3 separate regions of the Mus musculus genome follow, and regions 1 and 3 are each linked to region 2. Evidence: chromatin contacts called from public HiChIP or PLAC-seq data. All regions are on one chromosome and are shown on one strand. The core of a region is the stretch at or near the end of the contact, and the rest is flanking DNA. Distances in the headings are between cores, read along the strand shown.

Region 1 (4,416 bases), core at 21-2,520, 320 kb before region 2:
CCAACAGTACTTGAGATTTTGCTGCTTATGTTGGATTCTTGGGTAGGAATGGGTCCATCTTGGGGGTGGGGGGGGTCATCCTGGCCTCCAGAGCTCTTGTTTCATTTCCCATTTCATCTGTGGCTGACACTTGGTGCCTTCTGTGGTCAGGGGCACTGAGGGTAGGGGGCTTTTTGTCCCACAGTCACCCAACCCTAACCACATCCCTGATGTGTATAGTTGTCGGATATCTGTCTGGCCAGCAGCTGTCCAGAGCTGTGCTGAGCTCCAAGACTGGAAGAGACCAGAAGAGCCTCTGGGTGGAAGTGGGGTGTGAGGCAGGCCTTGGGGAGCTCCCTTGTCCTCTTTCACTGAGGAGCTGAGACTTCATGGTGATGCTCTGCTTCCTGTATCTGCAGTTCAGCTCTACCTCCACCCTTGGGCTATCATTCTTCAATGGCTGGTTCTCCCTATGACTGCTGTGGTGAGACCTCTGCCCGTCACTTCAGCTGTCAAGAGCAAGTGGGGACCAAGTCTGACAGTACTCCTCTGTGACCACCCCACGTGCCCCCCCCACCCCAAGCACTTGGGTCTGAGGCAGGAGCATCTTTTGAGCCCAGGAGTTCAGGGTTAGCTTGGGCAGGAGATAGACAGAGATACACAGAGAGGGAAATACAGAGAGAGACAGAGAGTGGGGAGGCAAAGACAGAAAGAGACAGAGACAGAGACAGAGACAGAGACAGAAGAGAAGAGAAGAGAAGAGAAGAGAAGAGAAGAGAAGAGAAGAGAAGAGAAGAGAAGAGAAGAGAAGAGAAGAGAAGAGAAGAGAAAAGGAGGAGGAGGAAGAGGAAGAAGAGGAGGAGGAGAACTCCATCCCAAAAAGCCAGAAGGGATTGAAGCTCAGTTCACAGAGCCCTGAGTTCTGTCCTCAGCACCACGTAATTTGGGTGGGCCTCTAGTTATTTCAGCACTTAGGAGACTGGGGCAGGAGGATTCATGGTTTAAGGTCATCCATGTCTTTAAGCCCTTGAGGCCAACATGGGCTACATGAGACTCTGTCTCAAAGTCTAAACTCACCCACTCACTACATAAATCACACAAAGCTACATAGAACGCAACCAGAAGTTTATTCATGACCATAAAAGGCAACCTAGAGGAAGCCACTAGAACTTTCTATTCAGAAAACATAGCTGCTAGTCAGTCAGGGGCAACACACTTTTTCATGGTGGTTCTATGTTGTAGATGGACCTGGTGCTGTTTGTATGTTGATGCTAATTCTGCTCTCCTGGCAGGGGTTGCAGACAAGGAGTGAGTCACACTCAAGTGACTTCTTGTGAAACGATCCCCTAGTGAATAAAGGAGCCAATCACTGGGCGAGTAGGCAGGACTTCCGGGTTGGAGAGGGGAAGAAAGGAAGCAGGAGAGAATTAGTTCTCTTTGGACTGACATAGCGTGAGGACAAAATGTAGAGTGTCTCCCGGTTACAATGACAGATCCATCAGGATTCACCACTGGAGGATTTAGATTTAATGAGGCTTACAAGTTAGGATTTTAGTTGTTGCACCCAGCGATTGAGTTACTGTTGTTTCTGAACTACGTTTGTGTTGTGGTTTCCTTCACACATAGGGTTGCCTGGGTTCAAGAGAGAAAGGTATGGCAGCAAAGCATGGATTTTCCTGAGGGATTTGAAGCACAGGGTTGATGTGATAGTGACCTGCTAGTGGAAACCTAGCAAGCTGGGTGGAAACCTTTTGAGAGCTCCAGGCCAGAGAGTCTCCACAAGATAAAAACAGGTTGGCCATTGCCCACCAGTGCATGCTGGCCAAACCCCACAGGGTAGAAAGTAGCTGGTTGTAGCTCGGGAACTTGCTTTACAATATATATATTGTAAATATATATATATTTCCTGCAACAGTTCTATGTCACCCTTTCCTCTACCCCATGGTATCCCTTTAGAAGAAGGCAGCCCAGGCTCACTGGACCTCCAGAGGGCCTCCCACAGGCTTCATGGAGCTGAAGATCAAAAGAAAAATGCTGCCTGCTTGCAGGTGTGCTTCAGCCTAGACTGTTTACCCTTTCTGTTGTAATTTTTGGGGTTTTATGAAACAGGAGCTTGCTTACGTAGCCCAGGTTAGCCTTAAATCACAATTCCCCTGCCTCAGCCTCCCAGGTGCCAAGATATACAGGCAGGTAGCACCACCCAGTTTGGAAACCATGGAAATGCACAGCTTTGCCTCTGGTGTCTAGTGGAGCAGCTGCCACCTGCACCTACTGGGCAAGCCACTAGTGACTGCACTTAGGCTCCTAGGCTCAAGAGAAGACCATTGGTTGTTGAATGTCAGGGACTGTGGAGGACACAGCCCAAACGAGAGTGTGTTGGGGTGGGGCACAGCAAGGATGTATGCTTATGAGACAGTTCATATAGCCCAGACTGGCTTTGACCTCACTAGAAAATGTGCTTTTAAAAGTCTGAGCCTGGAAAGTGTGGTACACTCACTTTTAATCCCAGCACTTGGGAGGCAGAGGCAGGCAGATGTTCATGAGTCTCAGGCCAGTCTGGGCTACATAGTAAGACCAAAAAAATAAGAGGGCAAGGATGAGCTGGAGATATGACTGCCCTTGTTGAGGATCCAGATAGATTCCCAGCACCCAGTTGGTGGCTCACAAATGTCTGTATCTCCAGTTTTGTGAGATCTGACACCCTATTTTGACCTCAGTGAGCACCAGGCACACATATGTTAATGCACAGACATTCAGGTGGAACAGTCATACACATAAATAAATCTAAAAATTTTTTGTTTGTTTAAATTAAGGCTGGTGGATCATAATTATAATCCCAGTTAAGGCAGAGGAGTCACAAATTTTAGGTCAGTCTGTGCAACAGGATAAGACTTTGACTCCTTGTAAAGCAAATATTGTTGAGTAAGTCATGCATGCTAAAGCTGTGTGTATCTGTGCATCTGTGTGTGTGTGTGTGTGTGTGTGTGTGTGTGTGTGTGTGTGTGTCTGTGTGTCTGTGTGTCTGTGTGTGTCTGTGTGCATCTGCATGCATCTGTGTGTATAGTGCATATGAAAGTCAGAGGACAACTTTGAAGAGTGAGTCTTAACTATCCACCTTGTTTGAGGCAGGTCTCTCCTCATTTCTGCCACAGGGTCCTGCTAGCTTCTGGGCAGTTGTGCTATGTCCACCATCTTCTTGACTTCTGTGGCTTTGGACTCAGGTTGTCACATTTGCCTGTCAAACACTTTCCCCACTGAGCCACCTCCTTCCTTTCTTTTTAAGGCTAGGTAGTACCCACTGTTTGATGACCACATTGTTCTTCCCAGCCGCTTGGCTGTTGTTATTTCCTCTGGACCTGAACCCAAAGTAGTATCCGTAGATCTAATCAGGATCTAATTTTAGCAGTGCACAAACTAATATTCGCAATGCTCTTTTATATTAGAAAGGAGGAATATTATGTTTCTTTGGAAGCTGAGCCCTTTCTTTCCCTGGCACCTTGCCAAGGCCTGTGGTTCAATAGCTTTAACAGGGCTTGTCCACCCTTTTACTGGTTCCCCCTGCAAGCAACCCCCAGCCATCCCAGTGCCATCCCCTTTTTGCACTCTGAGCTCCTCTGTGTATCATAGCTCCAACCAGATATTTTTAGCCTGACTTTGAAAAGTCACTGTGTACTCAGACACATACCCGACACATGAGGTCACCAGGAACAGACAAAGCCCTAGCCTGCAGGGTCATCTATAATTGCAGAATCAGAAAGCCTTGTACTCTGCAGACCTTGCTGGCTGGCTGTCCTCAGACCTGGGCCTGACATCATATTAAGATGTCTGCAGGGAAAGTTGTCCCCTGCCCTTTAAAAGTTAGCCAGTGCCTCATACGGGTGTGGAAGGGATTAATGGGATTCATCTGTAACAAGCAACCCCAAGCTGAGGCATCATGGCAACTTCTCTGAAAAAATGGAGTATCCCACCTGCAGACACTCCAGCCCCACTAGGAGACAAGATGGGCCATTTTCATGTAGGCTTATTTCAGTTCCTTTTAAAAAAAAAAAAAAATACAGGGTCTCTTTGTAGCTCAGGCTGATTCATGGTAATCCCCCTGCCTCTGTTTCCTAAGACTAGGATCAGAGGCTGGGGTTGCCATGAACCATTGTTTTAGACTCAGACCTTTAAGGTGGAGGTGACTTGGGGTGGCATAGCATAACTCTGTCACAGAGCAGGGAAGAGGAAGCTTGACCAGCCTGTGTGCAAGGCCCAGGATAAAGCTCATGGCCCTCATGTAGTAAATTACTTAATTACAGTGTAATCTTTAGGGGGGGGGGCTAGGTGGGGTTGGATACACACCTTCAATCCCAGTGCCTGGGAAGCAGAAGCAGACAGATCTCTCAGCTAGGAGCTAGACTGGTCTAGGGAGATCCAGGATACACAGACAGTTTTTGT
Region 2 (4,387 bases), core at 1,829-4,328:
TCCCCACCCACCAGGAGCACCCTCAGTCACCTCCCCCACCCTGTGCTGGCAGCCACAGGTCACCGAAGCACTGAGGGGAGGGATGGCAGGTGCCACTAGGAAGCCAAGAGTCCTAAGTTGTGGGGTTTCGCTGCTTTGATGTGTGACTTGAGGCAAAAATCTCTTTTTTTGTTTGTTTGTTTGTTTGTTTGTTTTTCGAGACAGGATTTCTCTGTATAGCCCTGGCTGTCCTGGAACTCACCCTGTAGACCAGGCTGGCCTCGAACTCAGAAATCCGCCTGCCTCTGCCTCCCGAGTGCTGGGATTAAAGGTGTGCGCCACCACGCCCGGTCCGAGGCAAAAATCTCTTAACCTCCCTGAGCCGAGTGCATCTGCCTCATTTTCTCCTGGGCTCTCTCTCCCGCCTCCTGAGCCTGCTTCAATGATTCTCTCTGGCTGTCAGTGCTGCCGACTCTTCCACAGCTTTTCTCCCTCTCGCCTCTGTCCACCCAATTCCCTGTCCTCACACTAGCCCGAGGTGGTGGGACCCAGAAAAGTCCTGACTATGTTGCCTTCAAAATGTATCTGGAATCTGCTCATGTCCTGCACAGACCTGGCCCAGCTCCCACCCTGACACCCTGGCTAGTAGCTTCCCAGGGTCGGCTCTCCTCCCTCTCGGCCACCAATACAACAGTAAAAACGGCCTGGCCTAGCCCATCCCTCCTCTGCTCAAGAGCCTCCCGTGGCTCCCATCTCAGGCTCCAAGGAAGCACTTGTGTCTTCTTGCAGGCTCCCTCCCAAGAGGCCCTTAGAGTCCAGTGCCCCACCCACAGGCTCCTTCCCAGCCTTCTGAAGCCTCCCAGAATGCCCTGCCCTCTGACATGACAGCTTCTGTCGCCCCTGTCCTGACTCCAGATCTACTGGCAAACTTCAGTTCCCACTGAGCAGCTCTTCAAAAGCTGTGGTGACTTAGAGAGCTACAACAGTCCACATAGGGCATTTCCTGCCCGGGAAGCAGATTGCCCTCTGCATGGTCATGTGATCCAGGCTGGGCTAATAGAAACTCAGTTCCTAATTTTTATTGTAATCTGGCCACAAAGGTCTCCAAGGATACCAATTGACCAATGGCATTGGAATCTGGATCCAGCCATTCCTGATGTCAACAAACCCCTAATATTAGTTTCCTAGTCAACTAATTTGTCTGTGTGGTAGCCATGTGCAGGGCTCCTCCCAATCACCATTAAGTGTCATGCTGGTTATGCTGGGGACTCATGAGGGGTCAGTTTAAAAACTACTGCTTTAACCATCCAGACCTGTGACTCAGATGCACATCCCAGGGCCTGTGAGGCTGTGGCCACCAGCACCTCATCAATACCCCCCACCCCACCCAGCCCCGCCCCGCCCCAGGCAGCTCTCCACTCCCAGGGCACCCCATGCACGGGCATGGCAAGGAAGAGAATGTGGAAGGCAAGATGATCATCAGAGGTCCATCCAGGTTACCTGTGCTGGACAGGAAGTGATGGGGATCAGGAAACAGGGCGGCCAGGAGACTCCTGCGCTCATGGCCCCAGCACTGTCCACCTCAGGTGGTCACCCATATCATCTCAGATACCTCCCCAGTCACATGCTCAGCCCCCTCCCCCCAGGCCAATGCTTCAGCAAGCTCAGTCCGGGCCAGAGGTGGGGTGCTGGGGAGTTAGACATGGTGGGTTGTGTAAAAGGTCAGATCAAGGCCCAGGCTAGTAAGAAGTGAGGAGGGGGCGGTGCCAGCCCCCACCCCAGGTTTGCTGGCTCCACCAGGAAGGGGCTGTCACACACTCCACCCTCCCACCATAACCAGAGTCTCTTGTAGGGGAAGGAGGCTGCCTTGACCCTCAACCACAGGAAACCTCAGGTGCCTGTGGGAAGACTGGACAGGATGCAAGTTCTTTTTGGATGGGGGCGGGTATTTGACTAAGATTGGTGGGAACATGTGATCCCCCTATCACTGCTTCCCAAGTACAGGGACCACAGGCCTGTGCCATCAGGCACACCTGGAAATGTCCATCTTGACTATCCCTGTTTTCCAGGGGACAGAACAGTCAGGGAGGAGGCTGGCTGCAGAATGGCTGACTTAGGATCTGAGCACACTTCATTGTTTAGTTTTCTTGTGCTTTTCTGGGAATGGAAGCCGCAGGCCCAGCCTGGGATGCGTGTGTCTTGGGAGAAAGGGATGGGGACTCCTTCCCTGGGTGGAGCCAGCAAGCCGCCCTTCCCCATGTGCGAGGACATGGCGCCCCCGTGCGGGAAGGCCGGGGTCTTACTAGCCGGGCAGGGGGAAGGGCGCAGGCACCGGGCACCGCGTGCGGGTGGCGGGCGGCGCAGGCACGTACCCATCTCAGGACAAACGTCTTCACTAAGGGTAAACCTAGTCCCTTTTCCACCATGGACTGACCAGGATGGACAGGGAGGGAGGAGGAGAGGAGGGAGGAGTGTACGTGGCGGGGGGGGGGGCGGGGGGGGGAGGCGCAGAAAGGGGGCAGCGAGTGACAGGAAGAACAAGAGAGCAAGAGAGAGAGCAAGAGAGAATGAGAGAGTGAGAGAGAGAGAGAAAGAGAGAGAGAGAAGGGGAGAGAGAAAGAAACGTCAGTGCAGACGGACGGACAGACAGACAGCCTCCCACTCCGGGAACACTAGGGACACCAAAAGCAACAAGAACAGGAGAGGAAACTGAGGCTTGGGCTCCACCCGCTGTGCGGGGTTGGGGGCCATGGATAACAACCTCCCTCGTTCCACCACAAGAACAAAGCCTGAGGTCACCAACCTCTGCCCAGATGGCACCTTTGGGGTAATTCTGAACGGGGGTCCCGAGAGAGAGAGAGAGAGAGAGAGAGAGAGATACTAGGACCTTGGACCCCTGCCCTGTGGCCTCAGCTGCTGCATGGAGAGAGCTCAGAGGGACGGGGACAGAAGCAACACAGACAGACAGAGGGATCGGGGAGACCTGAGGCCCAGCACCTCCCAGGTCCCCACAACTCCCAGGGCCAGATCCTTGAACCTCCTAGACCTGTCAATCATTCCACATCTTTGACTTAGCGCAGAGGCCCCGCCCCCAAGGAGGAAGCCACGCTTTGAATCCATGACATCAGATTTCACCTAGAGCTGTCAATTTTCTCTTATTCTAAGAGTACCATAGAAGTCCTGCCCCAGAGCGGACAACCAGGTCCCGCCCCTCAATGACAGTCACTCCGTTGCCCTGGAAGCTTTAAAATCCTGGCTTCTGGAGTCAGTGAGGTTCCCTCCAACGGCTGCCCATCACCCCTTGTTTCTTTGTCTTGAAAGAATCACCTTTGGTGCCTAGATGTCGGATGCCCCGCCCCCATGGAGTTCTGTCAGTCATTCAGGGGAGGAGCCTGCGGCTGGGCGGGGAGACTCTGGTTGGCTCGGGAAGAAAGCACCAGATTCCCTTACCCTGCGCTGACTGCGTCTGCACGAAGGTTTTGATGAGCAGGTCGGTGGCTTGCGTGTAGAGCGACAGGGCGTAGCGCAGGGACTGGAGGTCCGGGCTCTTCTCCAGGAAGGTCTTCTTGAGGCCAACGCCCCCCGCGTGGAAGTATTGCTGAGGGTGGACACAGTGAGGCTTCAGATGGCTCCCAGCACCTCTCACCCTCCCCATCTTCACCAGGCCACAGCTGCCCCAGGACCACTGTATTTACTGTATGCACAGATGGAAAGTTACTCCCTGCTCGCTACCCATATACTTTACTTTGTAAATTCCTATGCATTCCTCAAATCCCACTTTCTCATGCCCTCTCTTAAAACCCTCTGTAGCCCCTCCCTTACCTTGATGGTGTCCAGGGCCAGTTCAACAACAGCACACTGCTTCGGGGTCAAGCTCTTGGCTTCTTCCCGCACCATGTGATCCTGTGGGGATGGCAGGGAGAGGTTAGGTGGGCAAAGCTTTTACACTGTGAGCCTTTGCTTTCCATGCTGTGGATCAAGTGATCTGTATCCTTGATCCATTATACTCAAGGACATTTTAAGTGGGATTCAGGTCTGGGAGCAGGGATTTTTGCCTGTTGATCTGTTCCTAGTCTTTCTCCTGAGAGCTTCTGCCCCCTCACCTTAAGTTTGGACAGCTGGCCCAGCTCCTTGGCAGCATTGAAGATCATTTGTGTCCCCTGTGGAAAACAGCAGGTAGCTCGGGTGAGAGTGTGCGTTTTCTAAATAGTTCCCCATCCTGAGTGACCCAAACCCAACTGCCAACTTGGTTCCTGTCCAAAGGTTCAAGCAATGCTTGAGACCCATGGACAGCAGGATCAGGAGCTCCAGTGAGATCCAGGGGCACATGGCACCTTGTTGCAGGAGAAGCCCGGTTCTCTGGGAAGACTGCCCACCCTGTCATACCCACCATGACCTCACAACTGGA
Region 3 (3,935 bases), core at 1,072-3,571, 260 kb before region 2:
TCTGGGGCTGCTGTTCCCAGAATGTAAAAGAGCAGGGGAAACTGAGTCCCCAGTAGAACTGAGGGTGGTGCCATGGGCCCTGGGATCCTTGGGAAAGGGCCACATGGATGTCTTTACCTATCACTACTGGGGACCTACAAATGTGGCGTCAGCAGTGCGAAGGGGTCCAGACCTGCAGATGAGAGGCAGTCAGCATCCGAGCTAGACCTCGTCCTCCAGAGGCACCAGGGCCTCCAGGAAAAGCTGGCTGAGGAGATGCTAGGCCTGGCCCGCAGCCTCAAGACCAACACACTGGCTGCCCAGAGTGTCATCAAGAAGGACAATCAGGTGTGGTAACACTGCTGCCTCTGTCTGCCTCAGAAAGCTCTGCAAAAAAGGGGCATTGTGACTGGTGTTTTGCTGGTTGAGCAAGAGTTTGTTAAAGCCCAGGGGGAGGGGGTAGCTGAGCATGCTTGGCCGAGGTCACACTATGCACCAGAAGCACAGGCTACTCAGGAAAAGTCATACTTGGGTCTCAGTCTTGTTGACACAGCCCCTTCTTCTCCCACAGACCCTGTCACATTCACTCAAGATGGCAGACCAGAACCTGGAGAAGCTGAAGCTGGAGTCGGAGAGATTGGAGCAGCATGCACAGAAGTCAGTGAACTGGCTGCTGTGGGCCATGCTCATTGTCGTGTGCTTCGTGTTCATCAGCATGATCCTGTTTATCCGAATCATGCCCAGGCTGAAATAAAACAAGAAAGCCTGCACACCAACCCACATGTCTTCAGTGCTAGCAGTGTGTGTGTGTGTGTGTGTGTGTTGCAGGGGGTGCCTGGGCTGCAGGGTGGTGCCAGCCAGGACACCTCTATCCTGAAGTCAGCCTACAGCCCTTCACCTGGCCACTCTGCTCCAAAGGCGTAGGGCAGCCTACAATACACAACAAAACCAAGTCTCAAAAACAGGAAGAAAAGTTAAAACCTGCCTGGGAGAGCAGTGGCCACGCAGATCCCCTCCCTAGGGAGGCAGACTGAGTTTAGGGCCAGCCTGGTATACACAGAAAATTATAGGCCAGACAGGGCCACATAGTGGGACCTTGACTCCATCTTCCAAAAATAGCACAAGAAAGGCTTGTCAGGCGGCTCAGTTGGTAAAGACACTTGCCACAAAGCCTGACAGCCTGAGTTCCACCCCAGAGCATGAGCAAAATAAGCAGTAAGAGTTAGGGACAAAAAAGCCAATCAAAAACTATATTTAGCCAGGCACTGGTGGCGCACGCCTTTAATCCCAGCACTTGGGAGGCAGAGGCAGGTAGATTTCTGAGTTCAAGGCCAGCCTGGTCTACAGCGTGAGTTCCAGGACAGCCAGGGCTATACAGAGAAACCCTGTCTCAAACAAACAAACAAAAAACAACAACAAAAACAAAATTAAAAACTAATAAATATATTTGGGCCGGGAGTAGTGGTGCATGCCTTTAATCCCAGCACTTGAGAGGCAGAGGAAGGCAGATTTCTGAGTTTAAGGTCAGCCTGGTCTACAAAGTGAGGACAGCCAGGGCTACACAGAGAAACCCTGTCTCGAAAAACCAAAAAAAAATATATATACATATATATGTGTGTGTGTGTGTATATAAATATAGATAGATAGGCTGGAAAGATGGCTCAGTGGATAAGAGCACCGACTGTTCTTCCGGAGGTCATCAGTTAAATCCCAGCAACCACATGATGGCTCACAACCATCTGTACAGCTACAATATTCTCATATACATGAAATAAATCTTTAAAAATAAATATATTAACTGTAATGGTAACTTCAGGGAGTCTGACATGCACACACACATAGTTAGCATAATAAACGTCACTTCTTAGGGTCTAGGGAGATGACTCAGTGTAAGAGTGTGACTCAAGTATGCAGATCTAGGTTCCAACCCCTAGTACTCTTGTAAAATGGCAGAGGTGGGGAGCAGGAACCTATCAACCCAGTGCTAGGAGGGAGATACAAGCAGATCTACCTGGAGCCCGCTGGCCAGCCAGAATACCTAAACAGGGACCATCAGGTTTCGGAGAAACTGTCAAAAAAAAAAAAGTAGGGCTGTACGACACTCAACGACCTGTATTGGTCTCTGAGTATGTACAAGGTCACACACACACAAAAATAATACAATTGCTAAAGAAAAAAATAAATTGGTAAACAAAAAAAAAAAAGCAGAAAGAAAAGAAAAAAAAAAAACTACCTTATTTTCCCAATAGACTGGGGTAAATGAATAGGCCAAACAGCATAGTGAAGGGCTGATTCCAACCCAGAGAGGAACACGCGCCGCAGGCTCCGCCCACCCTGAGAGCCCCGCCCTAGCGGCCGAGCGCCCGTGCCAACGGCTCCACCCGCAGTTCCTGCACAGCTGCGTTCCCGGCGGCAGGGCCAGACGGGGCTCTGGGACAGGTGACACCGAGTGGGATCCTCGGATAACCACAGGCGGGCGGGGGCTGGAAGCTTTGTGGGCCGTAACCCCGCGAGGCAAGAGGCGAAGGGGTCGTCTCGACTCGGACCCCAGTCGCCCTCCGCTGCTTTGCGCTCTTCCGGTTTCAAGAATGGGGCGGGGCCCGCGCTGCACCGCCAGCCACTCTCGAGCATGACGCCGCGGTGACGTCGCGGCGCCTCGTCAGTGCCCCTTTCCGGGATCCGCACTCTGGGTTGCGCGGCCAGCCAACCGCGCTCGCGTATGCAAATACATGCAGGTCCCGCCTCCAGGCGCGGCCGGCGGGGTCCTCTGGCCAGGCTCTCAGGCCCGGAAGCCACTTGCAATTCGCGCCCTGCCGCCAGGGGGCGCCAGAGAGCTGCAGCCCCACGCATGCCTGCCCCGGAGCGTCCGCGCTCCAGACGGCCGCAGAGCCAGCCCGGGCCGGGAGAGCTCTGCGTGAGGCCCCGGAAGATCGTGTTTGCGGATGAGCTGCGCCCCCGGGAGCCACTGCACCCTGAGAAGCATCCCAGAGATCTGGGACCCCGCCTCAACCCAGTACCTGACTACGAGCTGTGAGTGCCCACTCGTTGTAAGACCAGGTCTGGTCGTCTAGTCCAAGATAGCCCCTACCTTAGTCTCCTGAATTCATCATACCCACGTTCCCTCAGAGCTTCTTAATGCCTGGGAAACAGAAAGGGGCATTGAGGCTGGGGTTTTGATGGGCGAATAAGAGTTTATGAAATTAGGAAACGGAATTGGTGGTAGAAGGCATTTTGATTTGGTGGTCAGCACTGGCAAAGGAAAGCCAATTGCCGGGCCTAGCAGTGGTGACACACGCCTGTAATCCCAGCACTTGGGAGGCAGAGGCAGGCGGATTTCTGAGTTCGAGGCCAGCCTAGTCTATAGAGTAAGTTCCAGGACAGCCAGGGCTACACAGAGAAACCCTGTCTCAAAAAAACCAAAAGAAAAGAAGAAGAAAAGCCAATTGCCATGATGGGTGGAAAGACAGATTTCCCTCTACTTATACACTGACTGACCCCTTCCAACCTGGTAGTAAGTACCCACCAGTGACCAACAGAAGGGACCGGAGCCGCTATGCCGCAGTGTTCCAGGACCAGTATGGCGAGTTCTCGGAGCTCCAGCGGGAGGTGGGGGCCACACAGGCTAAGCTCCAGCAACTGGAGGCCCTGCTGCTGTCGCTGCCCCCGCCACGAAGCCAGGTCAGCCCAGGAACTCCTGTGCCCCAGCTTCCTGCGGCTGTGCAGCTTCTACTGGGTGGCATGCTGTCAGGGTCATGGTGGCCCTTCTGAGCCCCTTCCCACCTTGCCCTTTCAGAAGGAGGCTCGCATGGCAGCTCATGTCAGGAGAGAGTTTGAGAAGAAGCGAGGGGTGAGTGGAGACTCCTGGGGTCACAGATTGGGCTGTGTGTGTGTGGTGCTGTCTTGAGACTGGGACCATGTAATCAAAGCTGAACAGCTTGAGGGCCTCTGGTTACAGT

What was found. HiChIP or PLAC-seq counts read pairs in DNA pulled down with a chosen protein or histone mark.
Region 1: a contact with region 2 is called in an H3K27ac HiChIP or PLAC-seq map of microglia, with 5 times the contacts expected there. The contact joins two enhancer-like sites. A contact is called at or near these places in 2 of 115 datasets of contacts at active chromatin or transcription factors (microglia and pancreatic cancer cells) and 1 of 9 other capture datasets (liver).
Region 3: a contact with region 2 is called in an H3K4me3 HiChIP or PLAC-seq map of bone marrow-derived macrophages, with 3 times the contacts expected there. The contact joins the promoter of Ocel1 here to the enhancer-like site in region 2. A contact is called at or near these places in 1 of 39 promoter capture datasets (hippocampal neurons), 3 of 484 Hi-C or Micro-C datasets (embryonic stem cells and erythroblasts), 6 of 115 datasets of contacts at active chromatin or transcription factors (T-cell acute lymphoblastic leukemia, bone marrow-derived dendritic cells, bone marrow-derived macrophages and 3 more) and 3 of 9 other capture datasets (adipose tissue, liver and pancreatic islet).

Annotation. Positions count from the first base shown.
Region 1 is chr8:71,309,276-71,313,691 of GRCm38.p6, forward strand. The region is part of intron 2 of Myo9b (myosin IXb); the gene reads left to right. Among named protein-coding and RNA genes, the nearest start is that of Myo9b, 39 kb to the left of the region's middle. Within about 2 kb of position 1,271, at least 80 of the 459 cell types and tissues checked have an H3K27ac peak or open chromatin away from gene starts, as enhancers often do. A contact at or near this core is called in microglia, where this site is marked.
Region 2 is chr8:71,631,088-71,635,474 of GRCm38.p6, forward strand. It overlaps Unc13a (unc-13 homolog A), which reads right to left. Exons shown (of 44, transcript NM_001029873.2): 39 at 4,083-4,139; 40 at 3,802-3,882; 41 at 3,430-3,577. Gm39195 (a long non-coding RNA gene) reads left to right here. Exons shown (of 2, transcript XR_870506.3): 2 at 1-175. Mir6769b (microRNA 6769b) reads right to left here and starts at 19; the gene lies at 1-19. Within about 2 kb of position 3,079, at least 71 of the 459 cell types and tissues checked have an H3K27ac peak or open chromatin away from gene starts, as enhancers often do. A contact at or near this core is called in T-cell acute lymphoblastic leukemia, bone marrow-derived macrophages, erythroblasts and 1 more, where this site is marked.
Region 3 is chr8:71,368,977-71,372,911 of GRCm38.p6, forward strand. Ocel1 (occludin/ELL domain containing 1) reads left to right here and starts at 2,322. Exons shown (of 4, transcript NM_029865.2): 1 at 2,322-3,009; 2 at 3,492-3,657; 3 at 3,773-3,826. The coding sequence starts at 2,699. Use1 (unconventional SNARE in the ER 1 homolog (S. cerevisiae)) reads left to right here. Exons shown (of 8, transcript NM_025917.4): 7 at 156-327; 8 at 551-756. The coding sequence ends at 733.